Regions from separate parts of the Mus musculus genome. Here regions 2, 3 and 4 are each linked to region 1. Evidence: chromatin contacts called from public HiChIP or PLAC-seq and promoter capture Hi-C data. All regions are on one chromosome and are shown on one strand. The core of a region is the stretch at or near the end of the contact, and the rest is flanking DNA. Distances in the headings are between cores, read along the strand shown.

Evidence for each region. Promoter capture Hi-C pulls out the DNA fragments that hold promoters and counts their contacts. HiChIP or PLAC-seq counts read pairs in DNA pulled down with a chosen protein or histone mark.
Region 2: an H3K4me3 HiChIP or PLAC-seq map of stem cell-derived neural progenitor cells shows a contact between it and region 1, with 4 times the contacts expected there. The contact joins the promoter of Gli3 here to the promoter of Hecw1 in region 1. A contact is called at or near these places in 4 of 39 promoter capture datasets (liver, pre-B cells and stem cell-derived epiblast-like cells) and 3 of 115 datasets of contacts at active chromatin or transcription factors (embryonic stem cells and stem cell-derived neural progenitor cells).
Region 3: a contact with region 1 is called in an H3K4me3 HiChIP or PLAC-seq map of stem cell-derived neural progenitor cells, with 5 times the contacts expected there. The contact joins the promoter of Lyst here to the promoter of Hecw1 in region 1. A contact is called at or near these places in 1 of 39 promoter capture datasets (cranial neural crest) and 1 of 115 datasets of contacts at active chromatin or transcription factors (stem cell-derived neural progenitor cells).
Region 4: a promoter capture Hi-C map of hippocampal neurons shows a contact between it and region 1, with 4 times the contacts expected there. The contact joins the promoter of B3galnt2 here to the promoter of Hecw1 in region 1. A contact is called at or near these places in 4 of 39 promoter capture datasets (the 3T3-L1 cell line, cranial neural crest, embryonic stem cells and 1 more), 1 of 484 Hi-C or Micro-C datasets (embryonic stem cells) and 2 of 115 datasets of contacts at active chromatin or transcription factors (astrocytes and large pre-B cells).

Annotation. Positions count from the first base shown.
Region 1 is chr13:14,521,897-14,524,520 of GRCm38.p6, reverse strand. It overlaps Hecw1 (HECT, C2 and WW domain containing E3 ubiquitin protein ligase 1), which reads left to right and starts at 1,295. Exons shown (of 29, transcript NM_001081348.3): 1 at 1,295-1,697. Gm30893 (a long non-coding RNA gene) reads right to left here and starts at 1,926. Exons shown (of 2, transcript XR_382090.4): 1 at 1,838-1,926; 2 at 21-972.
Region 2 is chr13:15,462,420-15,465,043 of GRCm38.p6, reverse strand. It overlaps Gli3 (GLI-Kruppel family member GLI3), which reads right to left and starts at 1,321. Exons shown (of 15, transcript NM_008130.3): 1 at 933-1,321. It overlaps Gm6556 (a long non-coding RNA gene), which reads left to right and starts at 426. Exons shown (of 1, transcript XR_001780862.2): 1 at 426-2,624.
Region 3 is chr13:13,589,123-13,591,746 of GRCm38.p6, reverse strand. Lyst (lysosomal trafficking regulator) reads right to left here and starts at 1,338. Exons shown (of 53, transcript NM_010748.2): 1 at 1,251-1,338. It overlaps Gm30836 (a long non-coding RNA gene), which reads left to right and starts at 546. Exons shown (of 2, transcript XR_382086.4): 1 at 546-1,013.
Region 4 is chr13:13,953,347-13,955,970 of GRCm38.p6, reverse strand. It overlaps B3galnt2 (UDP-GalNAc:betaGlcNAc beta 1,3-galactosaminyltransferase, polypeptide 2), which reads right to left and starts at 1,297. Exons shown (of 12, transcript NM_178640.3): 1 at 1,052-1,297. The coding sequence starts at 1,166.

The sequences.
Region 1 (2,624 bases), core at 46-2,545:
ATTTCTGGTTGGTATTATCATTTGGTTGATTCTGGTGTTTATTGTTGCACCTCAGCCAAGTCCATTCTTGGAGGTTTTCTTCATACCAAAGCTCATCTGTCAAATCTGGTGAAATGTGTGCTCAGGGTTCTGTGTGGCTTTTGAGATATGGTTTGAAAAACAGACAGCGTTGAACTCATCTGGTGGGAAAATCAGATTCCTGCCAGACAGAGGGAAATGTCCATTGAGAAATCACTGGGCACCTGAAGTGACGAGCGCAGGCTGGAAGGGAGGTGCTCCCGGGGGAGGGAGGAGGGTGGGAATTGAGGCTTCACTTGGTTTCCCGTGGTTTCCTCTTCTGTAAAGTTCTGCTGCAAGAGTGTAATCAGTGGCAAGAGGTGGGTCAACAAGAAGAACACCAGTGAGAAGCCATCTGTCTTATTGTTATAAATGGAGATATATCCAATCAGCTCTTCAAGAAAAGGTTCTGGAGCTAGAGGTATTACCAGGGTGACTAAGAGGAATTACCAGGCATTACTAAGTATAGTAAGAATACTAGGGTGTTCCCTGGGTAAGGGAAAAGGTACACCTCTAAGATGTGAAAAATAGTTTGCCTGGGGAGTGCCGGGCAGGAAAATAGGTAGAAATAAAAAGGCATTGTAAAAAACACAGAGTTGCGGATTATGGGGGTTGTGTGCTCAGAACCTTCGCACTTTGTGAACGTAGCAAGCCCAAATTAGACCAAATCAGTGGCCAGCATTTCACTTTCTTTTGCATCTTGGTCGGCTGGTCAAATAAAGATTTGCATTTTTCCTACTTCCATTTTACTATTTTGACAATGTGTACTGCTTAATACTAAACCTGCTTGGAAAGCTAAGCTTATCAACAATAGATACCTAGGGCGATTTACAAGCATGGCATTTGTGATCATAACGTTGTTTTGGGGGAACTTGCTGCGAAAATACTGGAGGATGCTGTGCAATGTATCTGCATCTGTGAAATGGACAAGTAAGGAAATTGAGGTGAGAACACCTGACACAGTGTACCTACCTAGAAGGTACTCATCCTTTCTGAACACAACATTTGCATGTACACAAAGGAACTGATGAACCGTGGCTGGTTCCAGATAAGCCTCGCGGACGCGTGCTAAGTGTTGGAAGGATAGGGCCTATAGTAACAAGAATATATATATATATATATATATATATATATATATATATATATACATATATACATACATATATATATATATATATACTAAAGGGGTGAGGAGGAGGGTGCGGGTGCGTGAGGCTGCAGGGCGGAGCACAGCCACAGAGAGCAAGCCTGGCTCCTGGTTGGTTCTCAAGTCTGGTTCCCACAGAGGAGCAGGCAGGAAGGGAGGGGATGCGGGAGGAAGGATAAAGCAATAAAGTGTGCTGCGTTGCCACGCACTGGGAGTCCTTGTTTGAGCCGCAACACCACGAGCCTCTGACCCAGAGGACCCCCTCCTGGCTCGCACAGGTTCACCAGTCGAGAGCTGCTCCAGCCGTGACGGTGGCTCTGACAATAGTTGGCTCAGGATACGAAGCAGCCAGAGCAAGGCAAAAGACGCTGATCGCCCAGGACTAGCAAACCAGGTCCTCAATGCCTGGCACCTATGCAAGCCACGTGCGACCCCCGGTTCTAACCTGCGTGCGGACCGGAGCATGATCTGTGCCCAGTTGGAGGCTGCCAAGGTAAGCAGACGCCACGCTCAGACCATCAGCCTCTCCTTCCCTGCCCTCTCCCCACCCCCTTTCTGGGGCGGCTTCCTCACCCTTGCGAAGCCCCTGCAGCGCACTGCCTCCAGAGAGCCGGGATCCACCCTTTTACCCACCCTCTCTTCTCCCGCGAGGTTCAATTGTTGACTTGGGGCGGGTCGCCGCCCAAGCCGGGCTGGCATCCCAAGGCTTGGGTACAGCCGGCAGATAGGGGCCCGAAGAGAAACAAAGAAGCCCCCAAACGGGTTCGCAGCGCCTCCTCCGCCCCTGGGCGCCCTCCCAGTGGCTAAGAGATGGCAGAGGAGGGGGCGGAGAGACCTACGTAATCCCCCTTTCCAGCCCACACCCACTCCTTGTGAACCAAGGCTTTTAGACAATTGTATCCCATGGTTTCTGCTCGAACTCTCTGTGCTCACTCAAAGGCTCCTGCAGCCGGCCGCCAGGTGCAGTCTACTGGGTGGTGACTGGATGGGAAGATGATCGGTGTGGGTGTTCCCCAGGCGACTCCCTATCTCTGGCCCGTTGTGCCTCTCATCTGGGCCTGCCACCTGAGTTTCAGCGGGAGCAGCTGGTCCTTTTGCCTACCCTACTGTTACCTGCACATAGGAAGAGAAAGGGGCGGAGGTTGGGGGCAGGCAAGGGGGCGCTGGGAAAGCCGCATCCGGTCCATTTTTGGCCGGAGATTCGACACATTCTCCCTACTTTACCAGGCCATGACAATGCAGCAAAATCCTAGAGCTCAAAGTGGCCCTCCATCCTCCACTCCAGGGCTTTCTGACAGCCTTGCAGCCTCAATTTCCCAGGCACTGGACTAATTTTGGGAGTGTGGATGTGTGGTCTGTTCATCTTGCGCACAGAGGCTGGACAGGGTAACTTCTTCCCTGCCAAATTCAGAACATGGGG
Region 2 (2,624 bases), core at 72-2,571, 940 kb before region 1:
CTGGCAGAGGGCCATGAGCACTGTACCCAAGGCCAGAATCTACAACCAAGTTGGGGGAGGAGAAAGGGTAAACGCGGTGCAGGAAACTTCCCTAAGTGGTCTTTACACACACACAGCCAAGAAAGCCTGGGGGGAGGGGGGGTATGGCTTGGTACTCAAAAAGGTGCACTCCGGGACACAGGCACAAAGTTCACAGAAGGATACTAAGTTCATCAAAGGATAATAAGCAAAGGCCGGGCCGAGTGTGAGGGCATGTGGCCATCTGCTGAAAAGTCGCTTCACCAACTATTCAAATGTATGATCAATATTAACTCTGCCACATCCTCGGGGTCCCACTGCAACTCCAGAAAGTTAAGTGTCCCCAGCAGAGTAGAGTGATCCGTACCCAACTCTGCTCTGTGCAAATTCGGCCTCTTGGTTACCGCAAGGGCCACGGCTACTTTTCTTTCTTTCTCTTTTCTTTCTTTCTGCTCTACCTCTGGAAAGGAAGAGACAGAGTTCCAAATCACGCACAGATGGCACAACTTTCACTTTTCCTCTCCCACCGCGGAGGCGCGCCCTCCATCCGCTCACCCCGCACCCCCACCCTCAGAAGTGAAGGCGGGACCCTGGAGAGCGGGGCAGCGGCGGCTCGGCGCATCCCCAGGCGCTGCGCGCAAGCCAAGCTGCGGCTTGCGGGGGCGCGAGGACCAGCCGCAGCTCCGGACTCCCGGAGCTCTGCGCAGCACTTGGCGAGAAGTAGGCACGGACGCCGCCGCTGCAAACTTGGTCCGCGCGCCCTGGGGCAGGAGCTCTGCAGTCCGGAGAGCCGAGACCCGATCCCCGAGAGCGCGGGAAGGCGCGAGCGCACACAAGCCGCTCCGACGCCGCCGGGAAGCTCGACAGGGAGGGCTGCGGGGCCCGCAAAACAAAGAACTTCAGGCGGGACGTACCTGCGGCTTTGGCTGTCAGGTCCCAAATCCACAGACCTGCGCCGGCGGAGCGGCAGGCGGACTCGGGCTACCGTGGATGGCCTGACTGATCCCAGCGTGCGGCCCCGGCGGGCATGGTGTGGCGTGGGCCGGCGACGGGGCGAGCGGGCGAGGAGGGGAGCGGCGGGCGGGCGGACGAGTGTGCGGGCGCCGGCGGTGCGGCCCGGTCCGCTCCCTCCCGCCGCTGCAGCCCGCGCATCAGTTTCAGGGATCCTGTAATCTGATCCCTCTGAGTCACCGGCCCTGAGTGACAGTTCTGATTTGGTTCAACCGCGGGTGGGAGGAGAAAGAGAAAGAAAGGAGCCCCCCGACCGTCAAGTCGACTTTTCAACGACTAAGGGCCCGTCCAGGCCGAGCGCCCCGGTTGCAAAAGTTGAGCTCCGCCGCGCGCGCCCTTCGCGCTCCCCTCCGCGCGCTCCTGCGCTCCTCCTCCTCCCCGCCCTCCTTCCCCAAGTTTTCACAGATGTGGTCAGACTCTGCTCTCCTTCCCGGCTCCTTCTTCCCTCGCGCGCCCCCACCCCCGCCCCGTCCCTCTAATTTCCGCCACTCGGAGGAGCGCTGGGGGGGACGCGCCGAGCCGCGGGACGACGCCGCCGCCGCCGCCGCCGCCGCCGCCGCAGGGGGCGAAGTTGGTTTAAAAACTTGGGAAGACTGCTCGCCTTACTTTGCTTTCCCGCTCCTTTCCAGGCCGCGCCCGGCGGGGTCCCGCTCCGCGCGCGCGGATCCCAGGGCGCTGCGCTGAGGGGCGGCACTGAGGCCGCGCGTCGGGCCGGGCAGGGCTGGCGCGGGCAGCCGGGAGCCACGCGCTCCACCGCCTCCGCCCCTCCCGGGTCCTCACACAGACACATCCAGGCCTGCTCCTCCTCTTCCCCCTCCTTGACCCCGCGCCCGCGCGGCGCGCCAGGCCCCACCCACCCGGCAGGAGGAAGGGGCCCGCGGGTGATGTCACCCGAGCCCTCCAGGCCTGCGCTCCCGCGCAGCCGAGCAGCCGGGGCTCGCGCGCTGCCGGGCGCTTCGCCCATGCCGCCTCTCTTCGCCCCCCCCCCCCCCAACTCCGCTCTCGGGCTGGACTCCCCTTCCTTCTCTAGAGACCTCTCAGATCGCCACTGCCCCACCCCCGCACACCTCCTGGTACTTTTCCCTAGGCCAAGCCTGAAACTTCCTCTCGCGGGATGATGCTTTTGAAAGTTGAAGACTTTCCTCCCCGTTGCGTTAAACTCCGTTTGGGACGTCTCGCCGTACAGCCTACTGTCCCCGTGGGCCACTTTGCAAAGAACACAAAGACCCGAGCTGGGAACCGGGACTTGAGCTGAGAACCCTGACTTGCACGGGGTTCTTTTCCTTAAGATGCAGAGTGCCTGTCCTTGGTTTCTTTTAAAAGACCCATGTTACTTCAACGGGCCAGTGCACTCATCTCTCTCTCCCCATCCAGGTACTCACCCCAACCTGTTACTTGAAAGGGAGGATTTCAAGGGGGTGGAAGAAAGAAGAAAACCCAAGAGACATTCCAGAATACCGGAGTAAGCAGTTGGCCCACCAGGAGTGCCTTGGTGCTCAGGGTGCTCTGTGGCAGCCGTCTTGAAGGCAGAGTGGGTGGATGAATAGCTATAATAATTTGAAGAACATTTTGAAATTCACGTGCTAAACTGGGGA
Region 3 (2,624 bases), core at 89-2,588, 930 kb after region 1:
TCTGGTCCACAATAGGTACTTAAACATCTTTACTAAATGCATATGCTCTATATGCAATTTATTGTCTGGGAAGTATTTTAATGGAAACTAAATAACAGAAACTCATCTCCCCCTTACGTCCTCTATCTTCCAAAGTCTCTCAATATCTGTATGTGTTAGTGTCAACGTGGATGACAGCAACGAGCAGCAGAAAAGTTACTTGCAATGCTCTGTAAATACAGATATCCCCTACCAATCAGCTACATAATAAAAGCTAAGAGCCAACATCTTTATTAGTATAAGGTTACTAGGTGTGGAAGTTAAAAGTAAAGGCAGACCAGCCAAATGCCTTTCAGGAAGAAAAAGCTCAAATTAATGTGCCATATCAACCTGTTAAACAAACCCTGGAGAAAATGCACAATGAATTTGATCCTTAAGGAAATACTGGCCAGAATTCAACACAAATGTGTGTTCTACACGAGTCAACACCTTAAAATTTTTTTCTCACACCATCAACTACCAAGCAAGAGCTGTGTCTGTCTGTCTCTGTCTCTGTCTCTGTCTCTGTCTCTGTCTCTCTCTCTCTCTCTCTCTCTCTCTCTCCATCAAGGATGTTTTGCTGTTTTGTTTATCCCTCTGAGGATTGGATGAGGACACTTTTCTTGACTCCCTGAGCTCCAACCCTCCATCATGAACCCTTGGCCTCCGGTGGCAGAGGAAATCTCCCTGGGTCACGTCCCTATTATATTAGCATCTCAGCCACCGCTCCAGAGGTGCGCGCGAACCACGAAGGGTTGTTTGCAGAGTCCCGCAGCAGGTGTCACGGGCAGGGAAGGGACAGCAAGGACTCCGAAGCACCAGGGTGGGGAATGACAGATGGACCCGCGGCGCGAAGTGAGACGCCCTGAACCTGTCAGCTCCCGCTGTCACCTGCTGGGAAGGACCGGGCAGGCTGAGGGTAGCGGCGGTCCGGGACAAGCGCTTCCCGAGGTGAAGCGCCCCCTGAGGACACCGTCCGCCGCACCAGCCGGCCGGTAAGTAAAGTTACTATGGGGTCCGCGCCGCCGCCACAGCCCTCGGGGCCCGGGTCCGCCTCAATCAGCAACTGTGCAGAGCTCAGAAGGCAAGCGAACCCCGGCCGGGCCGAGCTCCGGGCACCACCCCGTTCCCTTAGCGCGGCACGACCCCGCCCGGGCGGCCCGCCACCTTCCCGCCATGCCCCGCTGAGGTCGAGACCCTGACCCTCTAAAGGAGCCCGCTGCGGTCTTTACCTCCGCTCTGTGGTCCGCCGCGCGCTCTCGCCCGCCGGTGCAGGAGAATCCCGACTCACCAAGGCTGCCAGGCCAGCGTGAGCTCTCACCCCCGCCCCCTCAGGTAACCCGGGAAACCGGGAACACCACCCCCTTCCTCCCCCGCCCAGACCCAGACCCGCTCCTCTGCGCGTGCGCACCGTCCCCGCCTCGAGCGCCTAAAGTCCCGCCCCACCGGGAGGGCACGCTGGGGTCGCCGACGTGATGCGTGGAGAATCTCAGCCAATGAGAGGAAGAAGGCGGGACAAATGCAGCGAGGAGGGCCCTGTGCAGCTTCTCTGAACTCCACCCCTCCCGGCCGCATAAAGCTTCGTCCATCCCAGGCGATTCAGCCCCTAAAAGCGCAAGCCTAGTGTCTTCTTTCTACTGTAAACTCACGTTTACTGGGAAAATTACATCTTTGTTGAAGACTGTACAAAGTGACTGACTGTCTAGAACTTTACCATTACGGAGAGATGATGATCAGTAACCAAGATTATCTTGGACTATCTTTAGGTTCTTTAAAAAAACTGCTTATTACCAACCTTTGTAGCTGACCTAAGATCTTTGTGCCTGTTATGTAAAAAGTTTGGAATGTATTGTTAAACTTAGCCAACGACTGGCTTTTCAGCAGTGCTCAAAAGAAGAGTATCATCAGCTGGAGATTTTCCTGCTATGCTGTAGCCTACCTCCCCGATGTCCTTTCCGCTATATTTGGCAAATGTATTGATTTATGGTCTTTTGTTCTATGGCTATAAGACTGCGTGTAAACCTCTTTCACAGTAGAACATGTAATTCTGGGAAACCCGAATCTCTGTTACTAAGCACTATTCACTCAAAGTTGCCTCAGAATAAACTTTCTTTTGGTTTTTGTTTTGTTTTGTTTTGTTTTGTTTTTTCATGGACAGTATGTGCAATAAACTGTTGTCCTATTTTCTGTTGGAGGTCACAGGATTAAAAAAAAAAAAAAAAAACAAAACAAAAGACAAAAAACGGAAAGGTTCACCAAGATGGAAGCAGGGCTATCCTCAAGATAGCATTGGGGCCTGAACTTATATTTCTGTCAAACAGAAAGAGAGAAACTTGCAAAAATTCTGGGTCCAGGTATGATACCCTACCTAGCCCTGTTCAAATATGCTAGCATACAGTGGGCAATGTGACAAAGATCCTTGCTTAAAGCAAACTTTAGTCAGACTTTGAACCTTCTCCTTGGCCCATGTGCTATGTGTGCACATCTTTGTAAACTCTAGGTTTAGCAATCGCCAAGGCAGTTTAGCAAGAACCCACACATACACAATCACACCCTCCCTATCTACAAAATCTCTCAGTCCCCACCTTTGGTATCTATTCATGCTG
Region 4 (2,624 bases), core at 48-2,547, 570 kb after region 1:
ATCTTTGAGTGAGAGAGAGCACAACCCCAACAGATGTTAGGTGGCCAAGCATTTTGTATGTACGGCCCTTTTTTAACTAGTTTGTAAAAGTCTCACAAGCTAAATACGCATATAATGTACTTTCATTATACCACTTGGAAGTCATTCTTTTCAGTCACACAAATAGCCTTTCCAAAAAAATGGTGGTTGTCTAATAGGAAAAGAGATCACTACTAAAATAACCCCAGTGTAATCTGGTAACAGTCGGAGTTTTGAGGATTGCTAAATAAGGTATAAGACTTGGTTCTGTGATGGCTGTGAAGAACTGTTTTAAAACTTTCTGAAAAGAAAACAGCTGTTTGGATATGAAATGGTAAGATAAATCCTAACGTAGTTAAAAATTAAAGCATTACCCTATCTTTAAAATGGCTATAGAGTTCTCGACATATATAAGCATTCCGGGAAAAACTTGAAAATGACACACAGGAGACAAGAAAGTAGTGTTGAGGGTGGCAGGACAACACTGGATACGCACTGTGGGCAAACGCACCTTCAGATTGTAAGGCGAATGAGAACAAAGATTTCATTCCCACGATGGATGAAGTTTGGGAACAAATGTACGCGAAGTTAAAGAAGAATCCGGTATTCTTAGGCTCCTTAATTAGCAAGCTATCCAAGCAGAATACAGGGGCGACTCCACTCACAGCTGAACCCTAGTTCACGTCTAGGTCTTTTCCTGACTCACCTCATGATCAGAGACCACAAAGTACAGTCCGTCCCTCCTCGCTGCAAAGTGAGTCCTGACACGCAAAGCCAACACCGTCAGCACCGGCAAGCTCGCTCCCCCACCCCACCTCGGAGAGAAGCGCCCCAAGTTGTGACCAGGGCCCTCCCTCGACCACGACGCGGGCCGCTGAGCACACGCTGATAAGAAACGAACAGTTGGGTTCGCCCGACACTAAAGAAAGACTCGCTTGTTCCGTCCGTTCTGGGACGTCCGAGCCCTCCCTGTGCCCCTTCAGCCATCCCCCGCGGCCTCCCACGAGCGCAGCGACTCAGCCCCTCACCTCACCTGCCGCGCTGGGCCCGGTGTTGTGGGGGTCCGGCGGGGAACGGAGCCAGAGGTGCCAGAGGTGCAGCGCGGCCCCGAGCACGCAAGGGCACAGCAGCACCAGCCAGTTTCGCATTGGCCGCTCCCACCTCGCGCCCCCGCCGCGCTCTCCCGCGTCCCGGCCAATAGCGAGGGGACCTAAGAACACCGAGTGCCACCAGGAGTGTTCGCGCCCACGCCTGGCGTTGTCTCCGCCGCTCTCTCCTTAGATCCGCACCACGAGCGGCGGCCGCTTCCCGGCCAAGGCCACGCCCCCGCGTGCGTGGCCTTCCCACCCGTTCAGCCCTCCTCGCTCTCGCCCAGCCCTTCAGTCCGCGTCCCTGCACGCTCCTGTCTGCCGGAAGGGCGGGAGCGGTAGTCCCTCGCTGAGCCCAGGAGGGAGGCGTGCCTGAGATTGTAAGCCCGAGAAACTACGTTTCCCAGAGAGCTATGCGTGCTGCTACGCAACGCTGGAGGCGAAGTGCACACACGAAGCATGCGCGTCTCTCATCCGGCCGCGGTGCCTTAGCGGCACACTGAGCATGCGCATCCACCTTCTTGCTAGGGTTCCCCTGTAGTAAAGGCGGGTACCGCACACGGGGAACCTGCACGTTAACTGCTCAAGTTGCTGTACGACCCCCTCCGCTGTGGACATTGCTGCAGGGCGCATGACCTCGAGGAGCAGTTGCCCAGTCGGGGCAGGTTTGTATGGCACCTCAGCGCTCAACGAAATAATAGTGTGCTCCCCTGACCTATCCCATAAGAAGCGCAGCGGGGAGCCTGAGCGCCGAGTAGCAGGGAGTTTCCTGCTTCCCTCTAGTAAGCAACGGCGGGTGAGGAGGACGAGAAACACCGGGGCTTGCTATGGAAAGCGAGGACAGAGGAGAAGCCCGGATCTGGAGGCTGCCTGGGTGCGCACGCGCTCCTCACTAGGGTAACTGTCGGGAAGCACAGAAATGAGAGCTTCAGCTGCCAGATGACTTTGAAAAGTTCCCACCAAGTTGAGGTGACCAAATGTGTGAGGGCTGGGTTTGCAAAAGATCCATCTCCAACCAGCGTTAGGAAACGAGCGGACTTCACTGGAGCCACCTCTCAGGCTCAGCACCATATTGCCACTGAGTAGCGGTTTTGTATTAAAAAAGCAATTGTAGTAACACACACACACACAGACGCCCCCAGTGTCTCACGTAGTTAACAGGAAACTATTCTGCAGAGGATGGCCTTGAACTCTTGATCTTTCTGTCTTCATCTCCACAAGTGGTGCTTTGGGATGGAACCCAGGGCTTAATCCTTACTAGGCAAGCCCTCTACCAACTGAGCTATATCCTCAACCTGACACTGTTAAGATTGACTTTTTTAAAAAGATTTTATTTGATTTTTTTTTTCATTTGTGTGTGTACGCATGTGCAGGCTGGGGGGGGGGGCGTCTATCCCATCCCCTGGAGCTGGAGTTTCCCCGTGTTTGTGAGCCACCCTGTAGGTACTGGGAACTGAAATTGGGTGCTCAGGAAGAGCAGCCAGATCTCTTAACCATTGGGCCATCTCTTCAGCCCCT